Regions from separate parts of the Mus musculus genome. Here all the other regions are linked to region 1. A link is a contact called in public HiChIP or PLAC-seq data. All regions are on one chromosome and are shown on one strand. The core of a region is the stretch at or near the end of the contact, and the rest is flanking DNA. Distances in the headings are between cores, read along the strand shown.

Region 1 (3,543 bases), core at 639-3,138:
AGACACCGAACCGAGCCCGAACTGCCAACGCCGAGCCTGCCATTGTCTTCGGCGTTGCTCAGCTCGCGTTGCGGGCGTGGCTGCTTCTCTCCTAGCGCGCTAACTGCGAGGGCGGCTGAACTGCCAATCTAGACGCCGGGGAGGTGGGACGAGCACGGAAACCGCGAATCAGGAGGGAGGGGGCGGGGCTTATGATATCTGCAGCGTTTGTTGAGAGGGAGGCGGATTTATCCCTTAGTTAACAGTTAATAAACAAGGCTCTAACGCATCATGACCCAGGAGTCTACAGAGCGAAGTCAAAAGATGAATCTTGGCTTTTGGTCTCTTTAGAATGAGGCATTTCGTTCACTCCCACTGCACAATTTCCGTCCAAAGGTCGATTTTATTAAAAATGTACACGATGGCAAGCCCTATGGACATGAATAGATTGGGGAAACACAAAGTTTGTGGTAGCCATGCCTAGGATGCCGACAGCCTGGATATCGACCTCAAACCTCTGTTTATACATATGAAATCGTGTTTATCTCTTAAGAGGTGTTCTTGTTCTTTGGTTATATTGCCACTGCAGTGCCTTCTCTCACCTTAAATGTCACTTTCTCAGAGAAACCCTTCTTTGACCTTCCTAGTCATCCTGACAGCAATTTTTTTTTATCCTTGCTTCTGAGTTCTTTCTCACAGTTTACTTTGTGAAGCCATCAGAGCCTTAGTAGGTAGTGAATTAGTAATTTTGAACTGTATCAATGTGTCGGTGAATGGACCTAATAACTTGGTGACGGGCTACAAGGACACTGAAAAGAACATCAAGCGAACTGGTGGTACAAACCTGTAATCCCAGCACTCCTGAGGCACACAGGAAGAGCTTAATCTAGCTTAATCTAGCCTATTCGACAAAGGGAATTCTGGGCCAGCCAGGGCTTCATAACAAGATCCTGTTTTCAGAAACAAACGAATAAACACCCACACCCCCCCATACACTCCCCCCCCGCACCCCCCCCGCCCCCCACACATAGGGCTAGTGCTGGGCCCCAATGGTGAAAGGAGAGAACGGACTCTTGAAAGTTGTTCTCCCTGACCTCTCCATGTGCATTGTGACACTGTGCCCCCACTAATAAGTAAGTATAATTTTAAAAATTAAATAACAAACTCCAAGCACAGATCCTTATACATGCATGCTCATAATTGCTTCCATCCCATTTTCCGATTTTGTCCCTACCTCAATGAGATCTGTTGTAACTCGGGATGGCCTCAAACTCGCAGTGAAGAAGCCAATTTCTCATCTTTCCGTCTCCACCTCCCCAGAGTTGGGGTTACAGGCATATGTCCAGCTTCATAATACTATTTCACAGTGGTCCAAAGGTGAGAAGACCCCAAATGTTGAACTACTGAAGAGGTCAACAAATCATAGCATAGACATACCTTTGAGGAATTGGATGCCACCATAAAATGCAGTAAAAAAAAAAAAAATTTTTTTGACAGTTTTTTTTTCACAGGCCTGGCTGTCCTGAAACTTACTATAGAGACTAGGCTGGCCCCAAACTCAGAAGATCTGCCTACCTCTGCCTCTGGAGTACCAGGATAGGCTCCACTGGGATAAACTCTTAAAAAACTGGTACATGGTGGTTACCCAGGCCAGTTCCAGCACTCCAGGGAGTCATGTAGATCTCTGTGAGTTTGAGGTCAGCCTGGTCTACAGAGAGAATTCCAGGACAACCAAGGCTACACAGAGAAATCCTGGGTCAAAAAAACCAAAAAACTGTCACATGAAAAAAACCTAAATAAGAATTGTATAAGTAGATTCCATCCATGGGAAATGTCCAGAATAATAATAGGTATATCCAGAGACAACAGATTTCTTTCTGTCAGAGACTGGAGACAACCAGGGCAACACTATGAAACTTTATCCTTATTCTGAAAAACCAAAACTAAAACCGAAAAAAAAAAAAAAGAGGTCTCGGCCCCTTTAAGTTCAGCTGGCGGGCGGGGAGTCCGGGAAGGCGGGCTTGGGTGGTTACGTGAGGCTGCGCTTGCGCAGAACGGTCACGTGGTGGTTAGCCGGGAAAATGGCGGCTTCGGGAGAGAGTGGTGCTTCGGGTGGCGGAGGCAGCACAGAGGAGGCATTTATGACCTTCTACAGTGAGGTGAGCCCGGAGTAAGGATGGTGGCCTTAGGACGACCGTGCTCCGGCTTCGTCCGCCGCGGCTGGGGCCGGCGAGGCGCCTCCTGGGACCGTTGGCCCGCGCCGTCTGGCCTGGGGACTGCGGATCGGCTGCGGAGTGCATGCGCGACCGCCACTGTGGCTACTGAGGTCCCCGGAACGCGGCGGGGCGGCTGGGCCTGTGGACCCAGACCCGGAGAGGGGCCCGGCGAGCTGCTGGTCGCGCGGTGCAGCCTGCTGGCGGTGGAGTCTCCGGCTGGCGGAGGCCGAGCTGCGGCGCACCCACTTTTATTTGTAAACAGGAAGGAGGCCCTTGTCCCACTCCTCTGCCATGAATTGTGCGAGTGGCGATTTCTGCGGTCTTATCAGTGCTGAGCACTGTTCATCGGGACAAGAATGCGTATGTGAACCCTCCATCTTTAACATGACGAACCTCTTAAGAGGGTGCATACGTTCTTGGTGTCAGGTAGGACAGGAGTGAACTTGCTCTGAGCCTTGTTGACATTTGCATCGCCAGTGCCTAATGCGTGGTGGATGTTTCGCATATATCCGTTGATTAAATGAATGAATAAACTGAGTTAAAGTTAGCTATCTGGCGTCAGAGGCCCACATATTGCGTTCTCGCAAGGCAATTAGCCTAACTGCTGTTGAAATTTCAAGACATCAGTTCCCACACTGGCAAGTTAACATTGTAAGAGTTTTCACGACGATTAAAGGGTTTCGTGTATAAAAAAGCAGCTTGAAAATTATAAAGCAGTCGTTTTCGAATTAAGTACTTTCTGGTAGCCCAGGTTGGACCCTCTTGCTTCAGCCTCCAAAGTGCTGGGACCAGAGCCATTATCTCTTGTGCTTATAAGAATACTTGTAAGCCGGGCGATGGTGGTTCATGCCTTTAATTCAGCACTTGGGAGGCAGAGGCAGGCGGATTTCTGAGTTCAGGGCCAGGCTGGTCTATAGAATGAGTTCCAGGACAGCCAGGGCTACACAGAGAAACCCTGTCTCAAAAAACAAAAACAAAAAAAAAATTTTTTTTTTATGTTAGGAAATATTTTTTTCCTTCACATTGTTAGCATATTTTGCATTGCTCACAGTTGGAGAAATTTTGGTCCATCTTGGTGGAAAATGGAGGCAGGGCAGTTGACATCCTCAGGCAGGAAACAGAGAAGAAAGGCCTGTGCTTCCCGGTGCAACATTGACAATCAGCACGGACTCTGATTTAGCCCTCTTGTGTTTTTATTATATTTTTTTAAATTTAGTTTTGGCTTTTTGAGACAAGAGTTTCCCTGTACAACCCTAGCTGTCCTGGTGCTTTGTAGACCAGGCTTGCCTTGAACTCACAGAGATCACCCACCCGTGTCTGTCAAAGATGGTTGCCGCCATCACCCTGC
Region 2 (3,543 bases), core at 615-3,114, 230 kb before region 1:
GAAGTCCTGAGTTCAATTCCCAGCAACCACATGAAGGCTCACAACCATCTGTACAGCTACAGTGTACTCATATATATATAATAAATAAATAAAATCCTTTTTAAAAAAGGCAAGGCAAGGCAGTATGGTGCATGTCTTTAATCCAAGCACTCAGGAGGAAGAGGCAGTTCAAGGCCAGCGTGGTCTGTATAGTGAAACCCTGTCTCAAAAAAACAAGCTCCCTAAACTACCACTCCCAGCTTGCTGGGGGAGGGGAGAAGGGGTGGTAGGATCCAAATTGTGGTCTTCATGTTTGCACAGCAAATGCTTTTAACCTCTGAGGCACCTCTCCAGCCTGAAACCTATTTTTTCTTAAATTAAAAAAAAAAAAAAAGATTTATTTATTTATTTATTTATTTATTTATTTATTTTATGAGTACATTGTAGTTGTCTTTAGACACATTGCAGATGGTTGTGAGGCACCATGTGGTTGCTGGGAACTGAACTCAGGACCTTTGTAAGAGCAGTCAGTGCTCTTAACTGCTGAGCCATCTCTCCTGCCTGGAAACCTATTTTTTCAGGTGTATGTAGGAGCTAAGGGGAATAGCTTGGGAGCAGCATGTGGTAAGTCCAGTGACACCCTTCCTAACATTGGGGAAGGAAAGAAATTGGACCTGGAAGGATGCTTGTAATTCCAGCTACTTGAGAGGCTGAGGTCTGCCTGGACAAACTAGTGAGATGCTGTGTAAAATAAAAACAAAAAATAAAAAAAAAAAGAAAATGTTACCGGGTGTGGTGGTGCATGGCTTTAATCCCAGCACCCGGGAGGCAGAGGCAGGAGGATTTCTGAGTTTGAGGCCAGCCTGGCCTACAAAGTGAGTTCCAGGACAGCTAGAGCTCTACAGAGAAACCCTGTGTTGTAAAACCAAAACCAAACCAAAACAAAACAAAAAAAGAAAAGAAAATGTCACCTCTCTACTTTAAACTGTAGACGTGATACAACCTGCTAGCCATCCCCCCGGACCCCCGACCGTGACTTTCCTGTCATGAAGGACTGCAATCTGGAATTATAAGCCAAATAAACTATATTCCCCTATCAAAGAAAATAAAATAGAAAAAAAAAAAAAAAAGGTGGGCTGGAGAGATGGCTCAGCAGTTAAGAGCACTGGCTGCTTTTCCAAAGGTCCTGAGTTCAAATCCCAGCAACCACATGGTGGCTCATAACCACCTGTAATTGGATCTAATGCCCTCTTCTGGTGTGTCTGAAGACAGTGACAGTGTACTCATATATACATCAAATAAATAAATAAATCTTTGAAAAGAAAAGAAAAAAAGAAGAACAAAATTTTGGTTTTTTGAGACAGGGTTTCTCTGGGTAGCCCTGGCTGTCCTGGACCTCACTTTGTAGAACAGGCTGGCCTCGAACTCAGAAATCTGCCTGCCTCTGCCTCCCGAGTGTTGGGATTAAATGCGTGCGCCCCCACGCCTGGCTTCTGAGGGTCATTCTTTAAGAAGATCTGCCAGCATGCTGTTACCCTCTAGGCCATCCCGGGATGCTCCGGGGGAAAACTCCATTTTTTTTTTTCTTCTCTTTTTTTAATTTGCAAAATCTCTTTATTAAGCACATCCAAATGTGGAAAACCCTTTCTAAGATCGGTGTAATTCAAAGTCGCCCGGGAACTTAATCCATAGTGATGGCAGTTGGTCAGAGATTTGAGTTGAGCGCTCTGGCCTGGGTCGAAACCACTATCAGGGCCAGACAAGGAGCAGGAACCCGGCTTTGCTAAGAACTACATTTCCCAGAGGCGCCGTGCGTCAGGTGGATGACGCAGACTCAGTAGAGGGCGCGAGAGTATATAATCCTGGTGCAGGCCGTTCTCAGTCCTTTCTCGCTTCATCCGCGGTCCCTGTCTGTTTTCGTTATGGCGCCTTGTACTTCTACCCAACGTTGCCCGCCCCCCATCTTCCCAGCCCACCAGCTCCGTCCGCCTCTCCGGATGATTCGTGAGATACCGAGCCTGCCGGGAAGGGACCGGATTTTTCCGTCTGGTCCAAGGAAGCACGGGTTATGGCCACATGCGCAGTGATAACTCAGGGCCCCACGCCTTTTGACCCGTGAGTGTTGTAGGCTTGGGGGTGACGGGATCTGGTAAGAGCATTTGTGCCTTTACTGGATTACGTGCTTGGGTGCAGTAACCTTATTAGGATGACGCCAATGGAAGGGCCTGTGACCATTACCTCCGAGCGACCTTTTTGTGATTAACCTCGCTCCTATGTTGGGTGGAATTTGGGTCCTACCACGTGCTAGGCGATCGCTATGTCAACCATAGTATTAAAGCCTTAAAAAAAAAAAAGTCAGGATAATGGGCCCTACAGAGTTGGGCAAGGATTATACAACCTCGGCTTTCTCGCTTTCTGATTGCAAAAAGCCGCCATTTTATTCAGCTAAACCTGATGTCCACAGCGCGTTAAAAAGCGTTTGTAGGCGGTAGGGTCATTAATTTGAGACTGCTTTGGGTTATAGTCAGGAACCTATCCCAATGTCTAAAGCTTCACGTATTGAACTAGGAGCCATCGGAGCCCACAGGATTGCCTTTTCAGGCGTCTCTCTAGTAGGCAGTGGTGAGGCATGTGGCTTGTGGGTTTGAGGTCTAGCAATTGCTATCGCTGTCTGTGGCCCTTATCGAAGCTGCAGCAGCTTCTACATAGCTGCTGTGGTCAAAAAGGTGGCCCAGAGAAAGAATTTTCCTTGACGGTCGCAGTTCTGTTTCCTGTAACTGATCTGCAACATTGTGGAAAATGACAGCTTCACCTTACTATTTCTCTGGAGTATGTAGCAATCTTTAGGCTTTTATTCCTGGGGGGGGTGGGAGGGGATAGGAGGTAGACCGGTGAGTGAGCTCAATCTGATTTACAATTCAGGCCTGTATTGATCATCTATTGGTAAATAAACAATGCCTTGGTCACTGTCACAGTCCCTATAAGGTAATGACTGGGAATATGGAACAAGATTATTGTGGCTAATTCTGTTGCCATTCATCTTAGCTGTTGATGAAGATTGTGAGGAGGGAGACCAGAAGATAATGGACAACGATACAGCAGAAGGGTCTGGTAAGCTCCGTTTAGTTGCACTACCCGGGGAGACCTGAGGCATGTTTCCAAGGGCTGTGGCTGCCTGTAGCCATGGGATCTCCAACTGCATGCCAGAGTAATGGAGAGACTTTGACAGCTCAGGTCAGCACAGTGCCTGCAGCTGCCACTCATCTTTCCTATATATGTATATCAGGCCTCAAGTTGAGCGCCCTCTACCTGTGAGGCTATTGTTCTGTGGTATTTACAACAAATGTTTCTTCTGCAGGTTACACTTGAGCTTATTTCTTGGAAGAGTCTGAGAAGACGGCCTGTCAGGCTCCTAACACTAAGGTAATTGCTGGCTAAGACAGCCTGACCCTCCGGTTTCCCTTTCCCATCGGATCTTGACGCTGGTCTTGGTGGTCGTTAAGGAGGAAGAGCACCCTGAAGCTGGCCTCACAGCGATGCAGTCTGCTGTAGAGCAGCAGGCCA
Region 3 (3,543 bases), core at 627-3,126, 150 kb after region 1:
CTGGAACTACCAGAAAGTCTTTTCCACAAAATGATTAAAACTGCTTAGGACTTATCTATCCTGTGTGCTGCTGTTTGATGCTTCCTCTTTGTAAAGTGAATGGATTAAGCTATAGCAGTGACTATTGATGGGAAGCAAATGCGTTTCATTTACTTGTGTTTAGGAAAGAAGCCAGTAAGAGCCCTGTCATAGCCCTGGGGCAGAACACTGTAGATTTCAGAGACTGAGGAAAGGACACCAGAGGAGGAGGTAGGAGATCCAGTTGACTTTTGACCACTGGGATTATCAACTGGACTGAACACTCTTCTCTGGCCCAAGCTCTTCAGCGGGCTGAGCTTGCGGCAGGAGCAGTGACTGTCCTTGTCTAGACGTGGTTTTCAGCACAGTGCCCTCCAGAACCTGGTTCTGGTCTGCCCTGCGTACTTCCTACTTCATTTTCCCTGAATTCTGTTCTTAGTGGAGGTTTTCTTGCTGGCTTTCCCCTGGAGAACTTTGTGCTGCTCAATTTGGTCCTTCTGGTGGGTGGCTGCAGCAGGAACCGTGTTTCCCTGCTTGTCGTGAGAGAGAAGAGTTCAGAACTGATGCCTGGCAACACTGACTACTACCCTGTCACCTGAGCAAAGCCATGTGCTATTTCCTAATCACTGAAGTTTGAGCTTAGAACCTGATAGATTCTGTTTTTACAAAAATATGTAAAATTTAAAGACATTCTAAGTAGTTATTTGATAGAATACATTTTTACCTGACCAGATGAGATTTTTTAATCTTCTGAGTCTTTGAGGGTTTATTGATAAAGTTTCTAAATAACAAATCATAGTGGTGTTAAAATTTTTTATTACATTTGTGTGTGTGTGTACGAACACCGCAATACACGTGTGAAGGTCAGAGGACAGCTCGAAGTCAGAGCTCTCCTTCCACTATGTGGACCCCAGGCCTCTCTGCCTCAGGTTCTCAGGTTAGCACCAGGCAGCATTACCTGCTAAGCCATCCTGCTGGTCCTCATAGTGCTTTCTGACCCACACTAATAACCCATTATTTGAATATAGCCGTTGTAAGCATTTTAGAGGTGGGGGAGTTAGCTTTATTTCTCAATGTAAGTATGTCCCTCAGCAGAGACATAATTCGGGGCAAATGGCCATAAACAATACCACAACATCGGACTCACCAGAGCTCTACAGACTGTCACGTCACGTGCAGGGGAGTCATTCTTCAGCTTCTAGAAAAGACTAGGATGATTTGACTTAGTGCTGACTTCACTGGTGTGGTGCGTCAGTGTGAGCTGTGATGCATCCGTCTAGGACTTCCCATAGACTCAAATTGAAGCAAATCCTCCAGGGTTTTGTTTGTAATCAAGCCCCACTGTGGTATTGCATGCAAAACAAGTGTTTGCTTTTTTAAAAAGTTGTTAATGGATTTTATGTATATGGTGTTTTGTTTCTTCTATGTCTGTGTATCATATGTATGCCTGGTACCACAGAGGCCAGAAGGAGGGCCTGGAGTTACATGCAGTTTTGAGTCATCATATGGGTGCTAGAACTTGAACCCAGGTTTTCTGGAAGAGCAGCCAGTACTCTTTAACAACTGAGCCATCTCTCCAGCTTCCAGCATTTGCCTCTTTACCCAGTATTCTTTGTCTCCTTGCCAATATGTTCAGTTAAAACGGGTTGTTTTCCATATCTTTAAGCCGTTTACATCTAATTACATTTAATATCTCTTAATCCTCTCAATCCTGTAGCTTCAAGCACAAATGCCAGCCTGATACCCACTTCATCTGCAATTGCCAATATTCCAGCAGCAGCTGTGGCCAGCATCTCAAACCAGGTACTGTGCCCCTTTGTTCATCTTCCTTGAGATGATTCACCCAACTTTCACTTCCTCTCTTCTTTCCATGGTCAGCTTGCCCATCAGGGGAACGACTAGGAATGGTGTAGACTCTTGAGCCCTGTTGCTGGATGCCCTCAGAACTCTGGCTGCTCTCCTGTTTCTCTGTTCCTTGCTAATCCTCCCAGGAGTATGGTTCTGTCTGAGGCATTATCTGTTAACCCCAGCCTTCCCCAATGCTCTCACTAGTGTGTGCACTCCAAAAAGGACCAGGATTTATTTTTCTATTTTTGATCAGTTTTATATTCCCAGAGCCTAACACCTCCCTGGCACTCACTCAGAAGGAACTCAGAACTATTGTGGCATGAGTAAATACTACCTCCACTCACCTGCTTACTATTGTTTGTAGTTTGGTTTGTTTTTCTTTCCATGTTTTTTGAAAGAGGATTTCTTTGTGTAGTCCTGGCAGTCCTGGAACTTGCTTTGTAGACCAGGCTGACTTTGAACTCAGAGAGGTTTTCATGCCTCTGTCTCCCAATTTCTAGGGTTAAAGGTGTACACCACTATCACCATGCCCGCTGTGATTTATTTGATCACTGTTATATGTGTGCTTAAAGATCACTATCAAGTCTTCAGTGTTTTAGAGTTTGTTTTGCTTTTAACACGCTCAGACTTTGTCTACAGCAACTTCTTTGACTGCTGTTGTCTCCATGGGCTGTGATTTCTGGCTACAGTTAATGTCCTCCTTGACTTCCTGTGCCTCACTGTCTCTCTGGTGCTGTGTTTATTCTTTAAGTCCACACGTACCTTGGGGCTCATAGGGGGCTGTTCTGTTTTGGGTGGGAGAGTTTTTTTTTTTTTTTTTTTTTGAAGCAGGACCTCACTCTGTACTCCTGGCTTCCTGGGATACGCCACAGACCAGGCTGCTCTCAACTTACATTCATCCTCCTGCCTGACTCCTGAGCTGAGTTCATGTGCGTTCACAGTGGCCCAGTGTTTCTCTTACGTTCCCAGCTGTATGCCGTGCAGCCCCATATAGGATCTCTCCTTTCACAGCCCTTGTTTTGATCTTCGAAGGATAGTGTCTTTAGTTTTTCACATTATAACTTACTCCTGAAGCAGGTGTCTTAGTCAGGGTTTCTATTCCTGCACAAACATCATGACCAAGATGCAAGTTGGGGAGGAAAGGGTTTATTCGGCTTACACTTCCATGCTGCTGTTTATCACCAAAGGAAGTCAGGACTGGAACTCAAACAGGTCAGGAAGCAGGAGCTGATACAGAGGCCATGGAGGGATGTTCTTTACTGGCTTGCTCAGCCTGCTCTCTTATAGAACCAAGACTACCAGCCCAGAGATGGTCCCACCCACAAGAGGCCTTTCCCCCTTGATCACTAATTGAGAAAATGCCTTACAGTTGGATCTCATGGAGGCATTTCCTCAACTGAAGCTCCTTTCTCTGTGATAACTCCAGCTGTGTCAAGTTGACACAAAACTAACCAGTACAGTTGACCCCTTGTCAACTTGACACACAAACACATCACTAGTAAGCCTCAACCCTTACATTCTTATTCATCCCCAAGATCTAAATAACTTTAAAAGTCCCACAGTCTTTACATATTCTTAAAATTTCAATTTCTTTAAAATATCCATCTCTTTTAAAATCCAAAGTCTTTTTACAATTAAAAGTCTCTTAACTGTGGGCTCCACTAAAACAGTTTCTTC
Region 4 (3,543 bases), core at 631-3,130, 150 kb before region 1:
CAATGGAACCCACGAGTGCTTTTGTTGTTATTGTTTCCAGGCTGACTTTGAGTTTCCTGTGTGGCCAAGGATAACCTTAAACTCTTGGCTCTTCCAGTCTGCATCTTCCAAGTGCTGGGATTTACAGCCTGTATCACCAAGCCCAACTAACTCAGGGAATTATTCTTTTTTATGCATATGTACAACGTGTATGTACCTGTGTGCAAGCACACTGGGCACACGCATGACATGGGATGATTGTGGAGGTCAGTAAGCTCTGGCTCATCTCTTTGGCTGAGACAGGCTCTCGGTTGGTTGCTGCACACCAGCTGGCCCTTAGGCCTCTGGGGATTTTCTGTCCTATCTTTTCATCGCCCCACAGAAGCACTGCATTACAACAGTGTGTGTGCAGCTGGCTTTACGTGCGTCCTGCAGGTTCCAACTGAGGTCCTCGTGTTTCTATCAAGCACTTTACCTGCTTAGTCACCTCCTTAGCCCAAATGAGGAACTCTTAAAAATAGAAGCCTTGGGCTGGCGAGATGGCTCAGCGGTTAAGAGCACCGACTGCTCTCCCAAAGGTCCTGCGTTCAAATCCCAGCAACCACATGGTGGCTCACAACCATCCATAATGAGATCTGATGCCCTTTTCTGGTGTGTCTGAAGACAACAACAGTATACTTACATATAACAATAAATAAATATTTAAAAAAAATAGAAGCCTTGTTTAGTTGTTTGTTTGTTTGTTTGTTTGTTTAGAGACAAGATCTCCTGGTGCCCGGGTTGGCCTGAAACTCAATGTCTAACTAAAAAGGACCTTGAACTTCTGATCCTTTTATCTCTGCGCCTCCCCTCTGTGGGGTCAGCTGCAGAGCACAAGCACACCAGGTTCTCTGCAATCGGGGAAGAGCCCAGGGCTTTGCTCAAACTAGGTGGGCACCCCCCTCGCTCCTCAGAACATTTAAATCTTAGTACCTTACCTTCTGATGTCTCTTTGAACTTATCACTGCTTTTTTTTTTCCTCCATTTCCACGGCTTGAAGATCTTGCCTAACGCTGAGAACTTGCTTTTCCTTTTGGTGGGAGGTGTTGTGTCCCCTGCTTCCACACTGTCCATGCCCATGCCTGGGTCTCCAGAGGGCTGCTCTGCTTCTTCTGTTCATGGAGAGGAACGGGAAGGGACAGCCAATTTATTATCCTTATATAGCCTCTAAAAATGTCCCCTCTTCCTGTAGCAGTCGGAAAGAATCAGAGCAATGACAATCACGCAGACAGTCACACTCCGGACATTACATGGACAAAGGCCCAAACTCAAACTTAAATCACTAAAGAAGCCATTTAAGAGGAAAATTTAGGGAGATGCTAGAATCAAGCCGACATCATTAGCATACACAATACAGTATAAGCTCTGTATCACTGAAGCAAGGACTCCCTCCGGAGACTGAGGGGATCGCTGTTAAATATTACCCTCTCAGCAATTCCCACGATTCAAGTAACTCAGGGACAGGCAAGTCATCAAGTGTTCACACCTTGTGTCTGTGTATCACATTTTTCTCCCCACACACAAAGAGCGCTGCATAACTGTGGAAGATTGGGAGACGAGGTGGGGACAGGGCGTTAGAGAAGATGCCCTGACATGGAAGGAGTTGGAAGAGTGGAGGTGAGGTTCTACTGCCTGTCACAGTATTACTTAGGGACATCCTGATAGTAAGGATCTATAACATAGGTGACATGCTACACGTTCACGACTGAGGTCAAAGGTCTCGAGACCCTCATAATGACACATGTGCAGGGCTTAGTTAGCTTTGAAGGTAGAGCAGGAAGGCAGCAATAACAAAAATGCAGGAAGGCAGTACAATGCAGCCTGCGCCCCACCCACTGTCCCAGGGGCCTCAGGAGCCATCTAGGGGTAAGGAAAGGCTCTGTGGCCTACTCCTGGGGTTAAGGTGCTTGCTGCATCACAGAATCGCACTTCCCTTCCCACTAGCAGCAACAATGTTGGAGGCAGGAAAAGTCTGACACTTGTACTGAACACAATGATCTCCTTTTGACACTGTAGCTTTGTGTTACTGTTTTCTTTCAATTACATTTTTTTTTTTTTAAATTTAGCTTCTGTGCATCTGTGTGGGTGTGGAGGCAGGGGAGGAGCACACAGACAGAGCATCCGTGGAGGAGAGAGACGCAGCTCACTCCTCTGCTTCCACTGCATGGGCCCCAGGACTGAACCAGATCATCAAGAGTGGCTTCCAGCACCGTTACCTAGGAGGCATCTTGGGGCTGGTTTAGGTTTTTTGAGACAATGGATTGCTAGGTCTGGTCTTGAATGTGTGATCCTCCCGCCTTAACCTCTTAAGTGCTGGAATTACAGGTGTGTGCCTCCACATATGACTCCTGTAAATCTCCTGTTAGCACATCTACAGGCATTCCAGGAAATAATCAGAAAATGTTATTTGACTGAAGAAAGGAAAACTACACCTAAAGTTTTAATTGGACTGAAAATGTTAAAGAAAAGATCATAAAGAAAAGCAGCCAACATTTTAGCAGCACAGAGAAGCTCCTGCCTGAAAGCCTCTCAACAAAGTATCATCCGTCACTTAGCCTCTTCTGCTGCTTAAAAATCATAGCTAATCACTTCCTTTTCCGTTTTCCTTTATGTGAGGGAGGGTTTCTCTGTATGGCTCTGGGTGTCCTAGAACAGTCTCTGTAGACCAGGCTGGCCTCAAACTCAAATTTACAGAGATCCACTAACTGCGTTCCAAATTAAAATTTAATTTGATGCTTTTAAAACTTCATTATGAGCCGGGCGTGGTGGCGCATGCCTTTAAACCCAGCACTCGGGAGGCAGAGGCAGGCGGATTTCTGAGTTCGAGGCCAGCCTGGTCTACAAAGTGAGTTCCAGGACATCTAGGGCTATACAGAGAAACCCTGTCTCGAAACCCCCCCACTCAAAAAAAAACCAAAAAAACTTCATTATGTTGAACAATATATTTATATGTCATCTTTCTTTCAAGGATTCACAACGACAAGGAGTAGGGATGTACCTCAAGTTTCCAAAGCATGTATGTGGCTCTAGGTTTAAACCCAATTGAAACATGCACACACACTCGCACACACACACCCACACACATTCTCATTTTGCTTTGTATAAAGCAGGTCACTGAACATATCACTAAATACAGAAAGTGAAAAAGAAAGTGTTCTCTGTAAACCAAGCTGGCCTCAAACTCAGGGACCTGCCTGTCTCTGCCTCCCGAGTGCCCAGCAGGAACAGGGTCTCCTTTGCTTCTCTCTTCATAAGTATCTAATTTTGTCAAATGTTTTAGAAGAACAGAACCTTGATATTTTCCAATTCATTCATTCATATTAACATTTAATTATTTATCTATCTTTGTATTTTTATTTTTGCTTGTTTTAAGCAAAATTTAAAACCTGGATCTTAAGTAGCTCAGGATGACGTTGAATTTATTTGTAGCTGAAGATAACCTTGAACCCCAGAACCTCCATGGTCTTGTTCTCAAATGCTGAGATGACAGGTGTGAGCCACCACATCCGGCTTCACTCACATCTC

Evidence for each region. HiChIP or PLAC-seq counts read pairs in DNA pulled down with a chosen protein or histone mark.
Region 2: an H3K4me3 HiChIP or PLAC-seq map of embryonic stem cells shows a contact between it and region 1, with 22 read pairs. The contact joins the promoter of Snhg12 here to the promoter of Atpif1 in region 1. A contact is called at or near these places in 7 of 39 promoter capture datasets (the C10 cell line, the HPC-7 cell line, cranial neural crest and 3 more), 4 of 484 Hi-C or Micro-C datasets (B cells, CD8 T cells, embryonic stem cells and 1 more), 21 of 115 datasets of contacts at active chromatin or transcription factors (the 230-238 cell line, the SCID.adh cell line, bone marrow-derived macrophages and 12 more) and 2 of 9 other capture datasets (adipose tissue and liver).
Region 3: a contact with region 1 is called in an H3K4me3 HiChIP or PLAC-seq map of bone marrow-derived macrophages, with 4 times the contacts expected there. The contact joins the enhancer-like site here to the promoter of Atpif1 in region 1. A contact is called at or near these places in 5 of 39 promoter capture datasets (the C10 cell line, the HPC-7 cell line, cranial neural crest and 2 more), 1 of 15 datasets of contacts at CTCF or cohesin (large pre-B cells), 13 of 484 Hi-C or Micro-C datasets (the 3T3-L1 cell line, the C10 cell line, the CH12 cell line and 8 more), 8 of 115 datasets of contacts at active chromatin or transcription factors (the 230-238 cell line, the HPC-7 cell line, the SCID.adh cell line and 4 more) and 4 of 9 other capture datasets (adipose tissue, embryonic stem cells, liver and 1 more).
Region 4: an H3K4me3 HiChIP or PLAC-seq map of embryonic stem cells shows a contact between it and region 1, with 13 read pairs. The contact joins the enhancer-like site here to the promoter of Atpif1 in region 1. A contact is called at or near these places in 1 of 484 Hi-C or Micro-C datasets (bone marrow-derived macrophages), 10 of 115 datasets of contacts at active chromatin or transcription factors (bone marrow-derived macrophages, craniofacial prominence, embryonic limb bud and 5 more) and 3 of 9 other capture datasets (adipose tissue, liver and pancreatic islet).

What each region holds. Positions count from the first base shown.
Region 1 is chr4:132,533,526-132,537,068 of GRCm38.p6, forward strand. Atpif1 (ATPase inhibitory factor 1) reads right to left here and starts at 1,889. Exons shown (of 4, transcript NM_007512.4): 1 at 1,214-1,889; 2 at 1-410. The coding sequence starts at 43. It overlaps Dnajc8 (DnaJ heat shock protein family (Hsp40) member C8), which reads left to right and starts at 2,034. Exons shown (of 9, transcript NM_172400.3): 1 at 2,034-2,138. The coding sequence starts at 2,061.
Region 2 is chr4:132,306,814-132,310,356 of GRCm38.p6, forward strand. Snhg12 (small nucleolar RNA host gene 12) reads left to right here and starts at 1,865. Exons shown (of 5, transcript NR_029468.1): 1 at 1,865-2,094; 2 at 3,025-3,090; 3 at 3,338-3,402. Snora16a (small nucleolar RNA, H/ACA box 16A) reads left to right here and starts at 2,652; the gene lies at 2,652-2,787. Snora44 (small nucleolar RNA, H/ACA box 44) reads left to right here and starts at 3,140; the gene lies at 3,140-3,256. Snora61 (small nucleolar RNA, H/ACA box 61) reads left to right here and starts at 3,494; the gene lies at 3,494-3,543.
Region 3 is chr4:132,687,970-132,691,512 of GRCm38.p6, forward strand. Eya3 (EYA transcriptional coactivator and phosphatase 3) reads left to right here. Exons shown (of 17, transcript NM_210071.2): 7 at 1,736-1,821. Among named protein-coding and RNA genes, the nearest start is that of Xkr8, 43 kb to the right of the region's middle. Within about 2 kb of position 1,877, at least 3 of the 459 cell types and tissues checked have an H3K27ac peak or open chromatin away from gene starts, as enhancers often do. A contact at or near this core is called in bone marrow-derived macrophages, where this site is marked.
Region 4 is chr4:132,385,936-132,389,478 of GRCm38.p6, forward strand. It overlaps Phactr4 (phosphatase and actin regulator 4), which reads right to left. Exons shown (of 13, transcript NM_001161797.1): 3 at 957-1,130. Among named protein-coding and RNA genes, the nearest start is that of Snhg3, 34 kb to the left of the region's middle. Within about 2 kb of position 1,881, at least 16 of the 459 cell types and tissues checked have an H3K27ac peak or open chromatin away from gene starts, as enhancers often do. A contact at or near this core is called in embryonic stem cells, where this site is marked.